2 separate regions of the Salmo salar genome follow, and region 1 is linked to region 2. The links are chromatin contacts, called in public Hi-C maps. All regions are on one chromosome and are shown on one strand. Each heading gives the region's core, a stretch centred on a gene start, on an enhancer-like site or on the middle of the called end of the contact. The rest is flanking DNA. Distances are from core to core; before and after follow the strand shown. Region 1 holds the start of LOC106566626 (transmembrane and coiled-coil domains protein 1). Region 2 holds the start of mrps25 (mitochondrial ribosomal protein S25).

Region 1 (5,971 bases), core at 916-3,415, 130 kb before region 2:
GGCATTATTTTCAACTAACTCTGCAACTCTTCCAACTATTGACATTTTTCACAACTGCCACCAGTTTGATGCCAAAACATTGACAAAAAATAAGTACTGATATAGTAAAATAAATATAAGTGTGTAAAAAGGATATTTCATGCTGAAACCCTCATTCTAAACATCAATCGTATTCACTAAGTTGATGGTTTATATTTAGGATAATGTTTTACAGCTTTGTCATTCTATACACAGTACCTGTCAAAAGTTGACACACCTACTCATTCAAGGGTTTTTCTTTATTTGCACTATTTTCTACATTGTAGAATAATAGTGAAGACATCAAAACTATGAAATAACACATGGAATCATGTAGTATTCCAAAAAGTGTTAAACAAATCAAAATATATTTTATATTTGAGATTCTTCAAAGTAACCACCCTTTGCCTTGATGACAGCGTTGCACACTCTTGGGATTCTCTCAACCTGCTTCACCTGGAATTCTTTTCCAACAGTCTTGAAGGAGTTTCCACATATGCTGAGCACTTGTTGGCTGCTTTTCCTTCACTCTGTGTACTCATTAGACCAAAGAACAGATTTCCAAACCATCTCAATTGGGTTGAGGTCAGGTGATTGTGGAGGCCAGGTCATCTGATGCAGCAATCTATCATTCTCCTTCTAGGTCAAATAGCCCTTACACAGCCTGGAGGTGTGTTTTGGGTGATTATCCAGTTGAAAAACAAATGACAGTCCCACTAAGCGCTCTCTCTGGGAAGCATTTATTTGGGCTGCAATTTGAGGTGCAGTTAATTGCCGATTTCTGAGGCTGGTAACTCTAATGAACTTATCCTCTGCAGCACAGGTAACTCTGGGTCTTCCTTTCCTGTGGCGGTACTCACGAGAGCCAGTTTCATCATAGCGCTTGATCTTTTTTTGTGACTGCACTTGAAGAAACTTTCTAAATTCTTGAAATTTTCCGGATTGACGGACTTTCATGTCTTAAAGTGATGATAGACTAATTTCTTTTTGCTTATTTCAGCTGTTCTTGCAATAATATGGACTTTTACCAAATAGGGCTATTCCCCGTGGCTCAGTTGGTAGAGCATGGTGTTTGCCACGCCAGCTTGGTGTGTGCAACGCCAGGGTTGTGGGTTCGATTCCCACGGGGGACCAGTACAAACATTTAAAAAATATATATTCAAAAAATATGGTATGAAATGTATGCATTCACTACTGTAAGTCGCTCTGGAGAAGAGCGTCTGCTAAATGACTCAAATGTAAAAAGGCTATCTTCTGTATACCACCTCTACCTTGTCACAACACAACTGATTGGCTCAAACATTAAGGAAAAAAAATCCACAAATTAACTTTTAACAAGGTACACCTGTTAATTGAAACACATTCCAGGTGACTACCTCATGAAGCTGGTTGAGGGAATGCCAAGAGTGTGCAAAGCTGTCGTCAAGGCAAAGGGTGGCTATTTTGAAGCATTTAAATGAACAGGTATGCCTTGTTAAAAGTTAATTTGTGGAATGTATTTTATTTATTTATTTATTTCTTAATGCGTTTGAGACAAGAGCAAAACAGCAAATTATCACAGGAATAAAAGATGTTTGCAGTGTTTTTAATATGTTAAGCTACTAACACATTAAAGCAGATATTACAGTGTATAAGTTACACTATTGACCAAACAAATAGCACAGATGGAGATAAAAATATAGGGTTCCTTCATATGGTAAGCAAGCAACTTCCTTCGATGACATGACAAGGAAACGTTACAGTATTAGAAGTGTAACAAATTTACAACATCAACATGTGGCTGAACGATACAATCCATTCGTAAGGCTATTGATACAATATAAGTGTATAACGTAGCGAGCTAGAATAGTGACAATCTGCATCACTGAAACAGACACAGGTTGACAGCGCTTGAAGTCCTGTTTGATTGTGTCATTATAAACCAAGACTTATGAAACGTGGTTTTGCGAAAGAAACAACTGTTACGTCTAAAATTGCCGTAGTATTGCACCATAACGGATTCAATAACTGTCACACTATACACATTTAGAGATGATAACTTTAGCAGCAAATTGGCACTTACATGTGAGATGAAAAAAAAAACTGCTCCAGTCAACACACGTCCAACCACAACGCAACGCCACCCCTCCTCTCTGCGCTCTCTCGTGCTGACGTCGGAATAATAGGACGTACAGCAGCAGAGGGCACGGGCAGACCAAACCATTTGGTTCGTTTAGGGGAGCTCACTGCAAAACATCCTCAATTCAATATAGTCTAAACACGCTTCAATAATTTATATAGGCTACTCGAGCGATATTGGTAATTGAAACAAATACATTCTTTAGAATATTGTGCAGGATTTGTAATGATTGTAATCATAATCTAATATCAACTTTTCATTCAACTTGATTATTACAGAGGAACTCGATTTTATTGATGTACTGCTTGTGCCTGTTTCCTGGTCACGCCTATTCTAATTTGTAACCTTGTGGCAATAGCCATACTGTGACAGTATGACAATGTACATATCAGTCATAATAAAAACACTGATTGGTTACAGGGAAAGATTGATCTTGACATTTTCTCGATACAGTCCAGCTCAGTGATATGACACACACTGTATCTAAATTTACCATCAAAACCTGGAGAGGAGAGGACAGAGAGTTGATAGGCCCTAGGAAAACCTGAGAGAAACCACACACATAAGCAGTGCCCCACAAAAGCAGAACCAACCAGACAACTGAGCCTTGCTATAACACGTTATAACAGTCATCTTGGGGAGACATTACATGAGACAGAGTTTGGCTTATCATTTATCTATCCCCTCTCTATTGACATAGCACCTAGCCAAAGTCTTCACGCTCTTCACTCCCAATTGTATATGGCTCTCCTGATTACATTTCCTCTCAGACAGTTTCATTTAAATAAAGTCCAAGGCTCCTGTCTTATAGGCCATCCGTCTGAGAAACTATGGTAATGGGCGATCTATTCCAAATGTCTCTGTGTTCAGACCGTCTTGAGTTCCTCCTCCCCTTAGTTTCTGGTTGGAGTTGGTTTTTACTGCATTATACCGTGTGAGTGGGCAGGGGAGGTGGACCAACAGACCAAAGATAATTTGTTTAAAAAATAAATATTGTTTACAGTACACAGGTATGTAGGCTACCCACATACACACACCTTGCATTTGCACACACACACACACACACACACACACACACACACACACACACACACACACACACACACACACACACACACACACACACACACACACACACACACACACACACACACACACACACACACACACACACACACACGTAACTGGATCCCTACAAATCAGCTAGGCTAGACAATCTGGACCCTCTCTTTCTAAACATTATCCGCCGAAATTGTTGCAAACCCTATTACTAGCCTATTCAACCTCTCTTTCGTATCTTCTGAGATCCTCAAAGATTGGAAAGCTGCCGCGGTCATCCCCCTCTTCAAAGGGGGAGACACTCTAGACCCAAACTGTTATAGACCTATATCATCCTGGCAGTCTCTATGGGGGTGCCACAGGGTTCAATTCTTGGGCCGACTCTTTTCTCTGTATAAATCAATGATGTTGCTCTTGCTGCTGGTGATTCTCTGATCCACCTCTACGCAGACGACACCATTCTGTATACATCTGGCCCTTCTTAGAACACTGCGCTAACAAACCTCCAAACGAGCTTCAATGTCATACAACACTCCTTCCGAGGCCTCCAACTGCTTTTAAATGCAAGTAAAACTAAGTGCATGCTTTTCAACTGATTGCTGCCCGCACCCTCCCGCCCGACAAGCATCATTACTCTGGACAGTTCTGACTTAGAATATGTGGACAACTACAAATACCTATGTGTCTGGTTAGACTGTAAACTCTCCTTCCAGACTCACATTAAGCATCTCCAATCCAAAATTAAATCTAGAATTGGCTTCCTATTTTGCAATAAAGCTTCCTTCACTTCTGCTGTAAAACATACCCTCGTAAAACTGACTATCCTACCGATCCTTGACTTCGGCGATGTTATTTACAAAATAGCCTCCAACACTCTACTCAGCAAATTTAGATCTAATCTATCACAGTGCCATCCGTTTTGTCACCACAGCCCCATATACTACCCACCACTGCGACCTGTATGCTCTCATTGGCTGGCCCTCACTACATATTCGACGCCAAACCCACTGGCTCCAGGTCATCTACAAGTCTCTGCTAGGTAAAGCCCCACCTTATCTCAGCTCACTGGTCACCACAGCAACACCCACCTGTAGCACGCGCTCCAGCAGGTATATTTCACTGGTCAACCCCAAAGCCAACACTTCCTTTGGCCGCCTTTCCTTCCAGTTCTCTGCTGCCAATGACTGGAACGAATTGCAAAAATCACTGAAGCTGGAGTCTTATGTCTCCCTCTAACTTTAAGCATCAGCTGTCAGAGCAGCTTACCGATCACTGTACCTGTACACAGCCAATCTGTAAATAGCACACCCAACTACCTCATCCCCATATTGTTACTTATCCTCTTGCTCTTTTGCACCCCAGTATCTCTACTTGCACATCATCATCTGCACATCTATCACTCCAGTGTTAATGCGAAATTGTAACTATTTCGCCTCCATGGCCTATTTATTGCCTTACCTCCCTAATCTTCTACATTTGCACACACTGTACATAGATTTTTCTATTGTGTTATTGACTGTACGTTTGTTTATGTGTAACTCTGTGTTGTTGTTTTTGTCGCACTGCTTTGCTTTATCTTCGCCAGGTCGCAGTTGTAAATGAGAACTTGTTCTCAACTGGCCTACCTGGTTAAATAAAGGTGAAATAAAATACATTTCAAAAATCCCACACACAGATGATCATCAACAGTAATACTTGGTAGTAAACTCTATTAAATCATTACTGCAAAATCTGTTTAGGACAGTTTGCTACTGTAATGTGAATGTTGTTTCTTTCTGAACACCAGGGGGCAGTATGGCCATGACGATGAGATGCTGTTCAAGTTAAGACACAGACATCTCAGATTCATATATCTGTTATCCCATCAACACAGCAACTTATGTTTCTGCCCTTCATCCATCGTCATATTTCAATGTATAACACAGAGAAAGCATATGAGACTGAATCTAAAGGTGGAACATTTGTATGTATGAGACTCACTTAAAAAGAGACATCTATTATCAGATATGCCCAACAGAGGGCAACAGCGTTGAAGAGACAGACAAGTGTGCCTTGCAACATTATTACCATTCTGGTAAATAAACACAATTCTCACGCTTATGAAGAATAGACAATGTTTTGTTCAATATCAAAATACACTGTTTACATGTTTCATCAAGCACACACACAGTCAATCATATCAAAGACAGACTGAGCAGTGTCAAATATACACTATCACTAGCAAACACATGTAAGGAACAGAAATCGTCATCATTATTCTCATCGAGCTGTAGGACAGGGAGTCCTCACCAAAATCATGGCAGTTCATTTCCACTTTGTTGTTTCCACCTTGCTGTGTTCTGTGTGTGAATGGGCTGCACACTGTATTATAAAAACCTGTTGGAATTTAAGTGTCGTAGCTATGAATAACTGGGTCTCCTGGTCAATGACTGGAGCCTAAAGTGACCTAATGTAATGTTTTCAGTAGCTCAAAACATTTAGGTGGTTAGCATAGCAGGTGGTTTGTGCTCAGTAGAGCTGCTTAAAATACATTGATATCTAATGTTTATTGAGTGCATTTAGTGCATGGTTCAATACCCCTTAACATTGGCCATGCGTGTATCAAACACTCGTTAGTGTTACATCCTGTTACATCCTGCCACGCCCTCAACTGCTCATTCTGTGTCTCCTTGACCTGCCGCCACTCCACCAGTGCTCGCTCCCTATCCCTCTCTCTCTCTGTGTGTGTGTGTGATTGGGTGGGCAGAGACAGGTGTGCTGGAGTCAGAGCAAATC
Region 2 (6,125 bases), core at 190-2,689:
TACTATGCCGTGCCTTGATTGTATTACTGTTGAAAGATATTCAAAGACTCAATCACGGACACTCGTACTGACAGTTGTGGCTGCTTTTTGTGATGTATTGTTGTCTCTACCTTCTTGCCCTTTGTGCTGTTGTCTGTGCCCAAAATGTTTGTACCATTTTTTTGAGCTGCTACCATGTTGTTGTCATGTGTTGCTGCCTTGCTATGTTGTCGTCTTAGGTCTCTCTTTATGCAGTGTTGTCTCTCTTGTCGTGATGTGTGTTTTGTCCTATATTTATAGGTTATTTATGTTTTATTTGTTTAATGCCAGCCCCCTTTCTCTGCAGGTCTTTTGCCTTTTGGTAGGCCGCCATTGTAAATAAGAATTTGTTCTTAACTGACTTGCCTAGTTAAATAAAATGTAAATAAATTCCCAGAATCAAGCGGGAATAAGCAGTAAATCCAGTAGCATCCAACCAGGTTTTCTGGAAAACCAGGGAATTTATTGAAAGTTCCTGGAATTTTGCAACCCTACTAGTAGCCCTAATTATTATGTCGCTGTGACTAGTAAGAAAGAGAGCAACATCCATGCCAATGTTTACACCCTCAGCCCAGCGTCAAGCCAGCTTCAACTTGTGTAAAAACTTCAGACTCCTTAACTCCAATAGAGCTACGGTATGAATTACTGTCCCCTACAGTGAAGGGAGAGAGAAACATAAAGAGAGAGGGAGACTATTTAACTTCAGTAACTTTAAAGTTTATTCTACGGTTTGAATCACCATCCCCTCACTTCTCTATACAAATATTGATACTGATAATACAGGGACTAGCATGAGTATCTTGGGAGAGGAGACCTTTGAATTTTAGATTATCCCATCTAATAGTCGTAAAACAGATCAAATTTTACGTTTACGTTTCACGCTTTTTTTACGATACCTAAATTCAACCTTTTGGCAACTATCTCGATCCATATCAGAAAGTCGGAATTGTAGAAAGATGCCCGAGTTTCCGACTTGGAATTCAGTCGGATGACCGTTTTAAACGATTTTCCCAGTCTGAGCTCCCAGTTGTCTTGAACGCACTGTTAACTCGGCAACTACTGGTTCAATTTATATTGCATATCTGTACAATTCTAACAATGAAACATAAATATCATTTTGAAATATCATTGCTCTCTGCATTGAAAGACATCCAACAGCTAGGTTAACTAGCTAGGATAACAAACTGACCTTGCTCCGTCGCTGAGCTGTCCATGTGTGTTGTAATTTACTGTCAAAATCTTTACTCTGTTTTTCAATACAACTTCTCCTTTCTGGAGATACTCCAGCGTTCGTCTAATGGGGAATCTTCCTTTCATAGGCATTTTTAGTCTTTATTTTCACGTTATAATTTGGAATTGGAAAAGACACACAGCGCTCCAGTTAGGCGCTCTTTGATGACGTAAACTATATGCGTAAAGTTTAAGGCCCTTTACTAGTTACCACAGCCAGAAAGTCATAAACCCTGCCTATTTCTAAACTTTGATTTTAAACCTAACCTTAACCATGCTGCTAACCCTGACCTTAAATTAAGACCAAAAACTAACGTTTGTTTTCATGATTGTTTTGTGACAAAGCCAATTCGACTTTGTGACTGTGATAACTAGTGGAAACCAAAGGTTAGTCTTCTTCTTCAGTGGTGTTTAACGGCAGTTGGCAGCCAATGTTTAGGGTGCATTACCGCCACCAACTGTACGGGGGTTAAAAGGGAAACTCAATATGGTGATCTATACCCAATCCCTCATTTTATCAATCTTCCATAGCTCCCTCCTCAGGCTCTGGGGCCTGAGAGGGTATCACTGCTTGTCACAGCGCATCATCTAACTCCTACCCTGAAAAATATTTTACTCCCAGGATCTACTCTGCCGTATCCACAATAATGTCCATCTTCCTAGACTTTCCCTCCACTTTAGCCGTACCCTTGATCACCATTGCCAAAAATAATCAACAAAGTCCACCTTCTTTGAACTTAACATCGCTGGATCCTGCTGGTGGGAAGACAACTATGCAGCATGCATTGAAGGCCTATTCAACACCATGGAATTCATATGAGTACCTTTCGTTCCCTCCACCTTTTGACAGCCTCTGCATGTGGAATGCTCTGGACGGCCCTGAAATTCTCTTTCACGCTCATCAGGCACTCCAAAGATGTAGCTACATGCTTTCCACCACAGTTGCAACACTTCACAGCTTCTTTGCCACAACTTCCACATCTTGGATTCTTCTGCCTGCAGAAACTCTACATGTCCAACCAATTTCGTGATATCCAATTGGTAGTTACAGTCTTGTCCCATCGCTGCGAACTCGGGAGAGGTCGAAGGTCGAGAGCCAGGCATTCTCCGAAACACGACCCTGCACTGCTCGCTTAACCCGGAAGCCAGCCGCACCAATGTGTCGGAGGAAACACTGTACAACTGGCGACCGAAGTCAGCGGGCATGCCCCCGGTCCACCACAAGGAGTCGCTAGAGCTCGATGGGACAAGGACATCCCGGCCGGCCAAACCCTCCCCTAACCCGGACGACGCTGGACCAATTGCGCGGCACCTTGTGGGTCTCCCGGTCGCGGCCAGCTGCGACACAGCCCGGAATCGAACCCGGGTCTGTAGTGACACCTCTTGCACTGCGATGCTGTGCCTTAGACCGCTTCACCACTTGGGAGGCCCATGTTCAACCATTCTACACCGTTTACACTGCAACGGCCTGGAAATACCACCTTGAAAGGTACTTTTCCTTTAGCTCAAAGCATTACACAGCATGGTAATCAATTCACCTGATAAGCAACACACACTTCCAGCAGAAACACAAAAAATCAAGACCAGCCCACTCCTCGTGACCCTCACCAAACTCCACTTTACCCATACCTCTCTCCACCAACAGAGTTGACAATTCGGGCTCCAATTCTCCCAGAAACCAGACTCCCACCAGATATGAGGTATTATCAACACTAAGTGTCTTCTTTCCCATCCCAACTTTGCTTCTTTTCCCATTCTTTTGGACAGAGGTCCATTCTTCCTTCCACCGCCATCCGATCCATGTTCCACATCCGCCGCCGCCATCCTTCCTTCATCCGCGTCTGTGCTCTTATCTTCTTCTGATGTGCTATCAGTTTCAACCAGAACGGCTGCCTTCTTCCTCTCAACCACTCTCATCGTCCTCAACCCTGGAAAGATATATCCAATAGGATCCTCTCCTGCTGCGATGGCATCCGTGTTCCGGAGTAGTGTCAAAAAATTCATAATAAAAGCACATACCTTTTAAATATATGAAGATATGTTTATTACACTGATAACTGCTGTTCCAGTGGCCTGAGAGGGAATGCTGTGATACAGGAATCAAATTGTTGTCTTCACTGTCAAGTTAAGAGGTAGAATATATGTCTGCCTACAATAACCTTCAGAAAACATCAAGTTACTAGGCTCATTGGTTAGTGTGTGAAAGGTGAAGTTCCTCAGGCCAAGGAATATGTTTCTTTTTTTCTCCAAATACAATATCACATTCGACAGGAAAAGACACTTTTTATATGTACTGTATTTAAAAAGCTACAGACTTGAAACAAAGGCTTTTACAAACCAAAAAACACTGTCCATATCCCCCCTGGTCATATGTAAACAATAGAAAACAGTTTTTGTTGCATTTAGTAGTTAATGCACTGAAATTGCTCAGGCTGATAACATTTATAAGCCACAACATTAAAACTCCACATTTTTCGTACAGCATTTACTAAAATGCATAAGCAATTGCATGCACAGCAATGCACTATACAAAAACAATAACAACGCTCATTTTCTTCAGGGCAAATACTGGCAAGTTGCAATATTATAAAACTCTGATTAAAAAAAGGACATGCACTCATTTGAATGATAATACATGTAGTACAGAGCTCAGTTCACAGAAGTCAAAATAACAGTCTTTGCAGGTTTTAAAACCAGCTATTACAACAGTACACCTATAATTTTAGAGTACATACCTACTTATGACTTCTTTACATGTTATAAGTTAGTGCTACTGGTTTTGTTGCTGTTGGACAATGTACACATATTTTCATGTGGTACTAGAGGTGTGGTACTTTAAGTACACTTAACATGGAACAAATACATTTGTTCTCAACAAACCACATTTTTACATTTTGGAAACTATTATATCACAGAACGATATACTGTGCAAGAATACAAAAGGAAAATACCTGCTTGATGTTCATTCAATAGTGAAACTATAGATAAATCATGCTAACATTAAAGGGAAAACACATTTTGTCTTGAGAACTCAAAATATATATTTTTCCTATGGTGTGAATACCTGCATATGAATAAAACAGTCACTGTAAAGTAAGTCTGGAAGTGGACTGAGATCACTACAGTATGCAGAGCGTGTTACTGCACTCAGTGCACTGTATAATACCAGCTGGATGGAAATAAATAAACAGAAAAGAGAAATACTGGACACAGAACAGGACATCATGTCACACAAGGCTTGATTGTCATGACAGCAAAATAAAATGGTGGCCATAAAGTTGCCCCTAACCACTGATGTTAGACTTTATTTGACCTCTCTAACAGTAAAGGTTAGAACTACCAGGATAATCTGATCTTATATCTATGGGTAAGGGCAACTTTAACCTGGAGCCAGGGTCATGTGGTGATTGAACAAACAAAATCTTCAAATACATTATCTAAATGGTTCAAGTTAAACCATATAATGAATGTGCATTTGCTTTAGGCAGACATAGTAACAAGACTGTTTTTAAACTCCCTCTCTGTAGGATGGATGACTGTCCCCAGCAACAGGCTGTCATCATATGGACTGGTTTAGGGAAAGTTCCATAACAATTGCAGTGAAATGAACCCCCCAAAAAATGAAATGTAACCATTCTAACCGTTCTCCTGTTCGGTTTGAAACAAATAATAGATTTGATGCTCTATCTGAAGTGGAGAGTACATGTAATATTATCCTGAATGGAGTGGCTCAGTACACAAATGGCTTGTCCATCGTCGTATACTCTGTAGATTAAGGATCCAGGTTAGCTGCTATTAAACTGTGAATTAAGTCATATTCCTGATTTAGAGGAATTGGTCGTCTTTTCAACCAAAACGTTTCAGGGACAGACAGAGCTTGAGGCATGGACCAGCATCATAACATAGGCTATTCATACATTTAAATGTTTCTTTTTTACATTGTAATACCTGGTGAAAAGTTCAAAGTACAAAAACACAACAAACCTTTACACCAATTCATGTCTCAGTTTACTCATGTAACGACATTCAGGCAAGCGTCGCTCATTCTTAGTCTATGTCGGCTAAGTGTTAAATACAGGTTATCGAGATTAGAGGCAGAAGCAAGCGATAACTCAATCGATATACTTTTTGTTGAGCATGAATGTACAGTAAGGCCTGCATAAGATAAAACGATATTGAAAGGCTTGAGCGAAAAGGTCAACTTTACAGTACATTGAAGCCATTTTGCTGAAGCAGTAGAGGTGACAGTGACGTGTTAGCCACAGTACCGCTCCCTCTCCAGGGGGTTAAGTGCTCTGAACTACGGAATCTGGACAAGAGACTCACAGTCCCATCATGCATCGCTTTCAGAGAACCATCAAACCCTCATCCAGGGGTCCCCATGGTTACGACCCATAATCACAAACGATGAGGAGCGGACTTTCTGGGAACAACACGGCCCGAAAGGGATTTCTCCATGACTTTGCATCTTGCGAAGGGTATTTTAATTACATCAAATGTTTGCAGGACAAAAGATGGGGGTTTCAGAATTAGGGTGTTTTTTGGGGGGCACGTGGTACCAGTCTAGAGATGGGCTGGAGAGGTTTGGGGGTGGATAGGGGTGGTGGCGGGGGGGGTCACGCTGTGGGACCGGTGATCTGGGTGTTGTAGTCGGCAGTCTCCATCTTGAGGATGTAAGGGATAATGCTGTCAATGGGCACGTTGCCGATCAGGCCGGTGAAGAATAGCTCCTCTGTGATGCTGGAGCTCATCAGACGCAGCGCAGGGAGTCGCATCAGGATACGCGTCAACCTGGGACAAGCAATCGGAGAGAAAGAGACAAGTTAATACATGTGATTTATGGATCCAATGAGAAAAAGACAGATTCACATATGAAT

What was found. Hi-C and Micro-C count contacts between places; a contact is called where the count stands out from the background.
Region 1: a contact with region 2 is called in a Hi-C map of muscle, with 4 times the contacts expected there. The contact joins the promoter of LOC106566626 here to the promoter of mrps25 in region 2. A contact is called at or near these places in 2 of 3 Hi-C or Micro-C datasets (gill and muscle).

What each region holds. Positions count from the first base shown.
Region 1 is chrssa13:22,108,427-22,114,397 of Ssal_v3.1, reverse strand. LOC106566626 (transmembrane and coiled-coil domains protein 1) reads right to left here and starts at 2,165. Exons shown (of 8, transcript XM_014134826.2): 1 at 2,081-2,165.
Region 2 is chrssa13:21,977,465-21,983,589 of Ssal_v3.1, reverse strand. mrps25 (mitochondrial ribosomal protein S25) reads right to left here and starts at 1,439. Exons shown (of 4, transcript XM_014134839.2): 1 at 1,208-1,439. The coding sequence starts at 1,341. It overlaps nr2c2 (nuclear receptor subfamily 2, group C, member 2), which reads right to left. Exons shown (of 14, transcript XM_014134843.2): 14 at 3,517-6,039. The coding sequence ends at 5,865.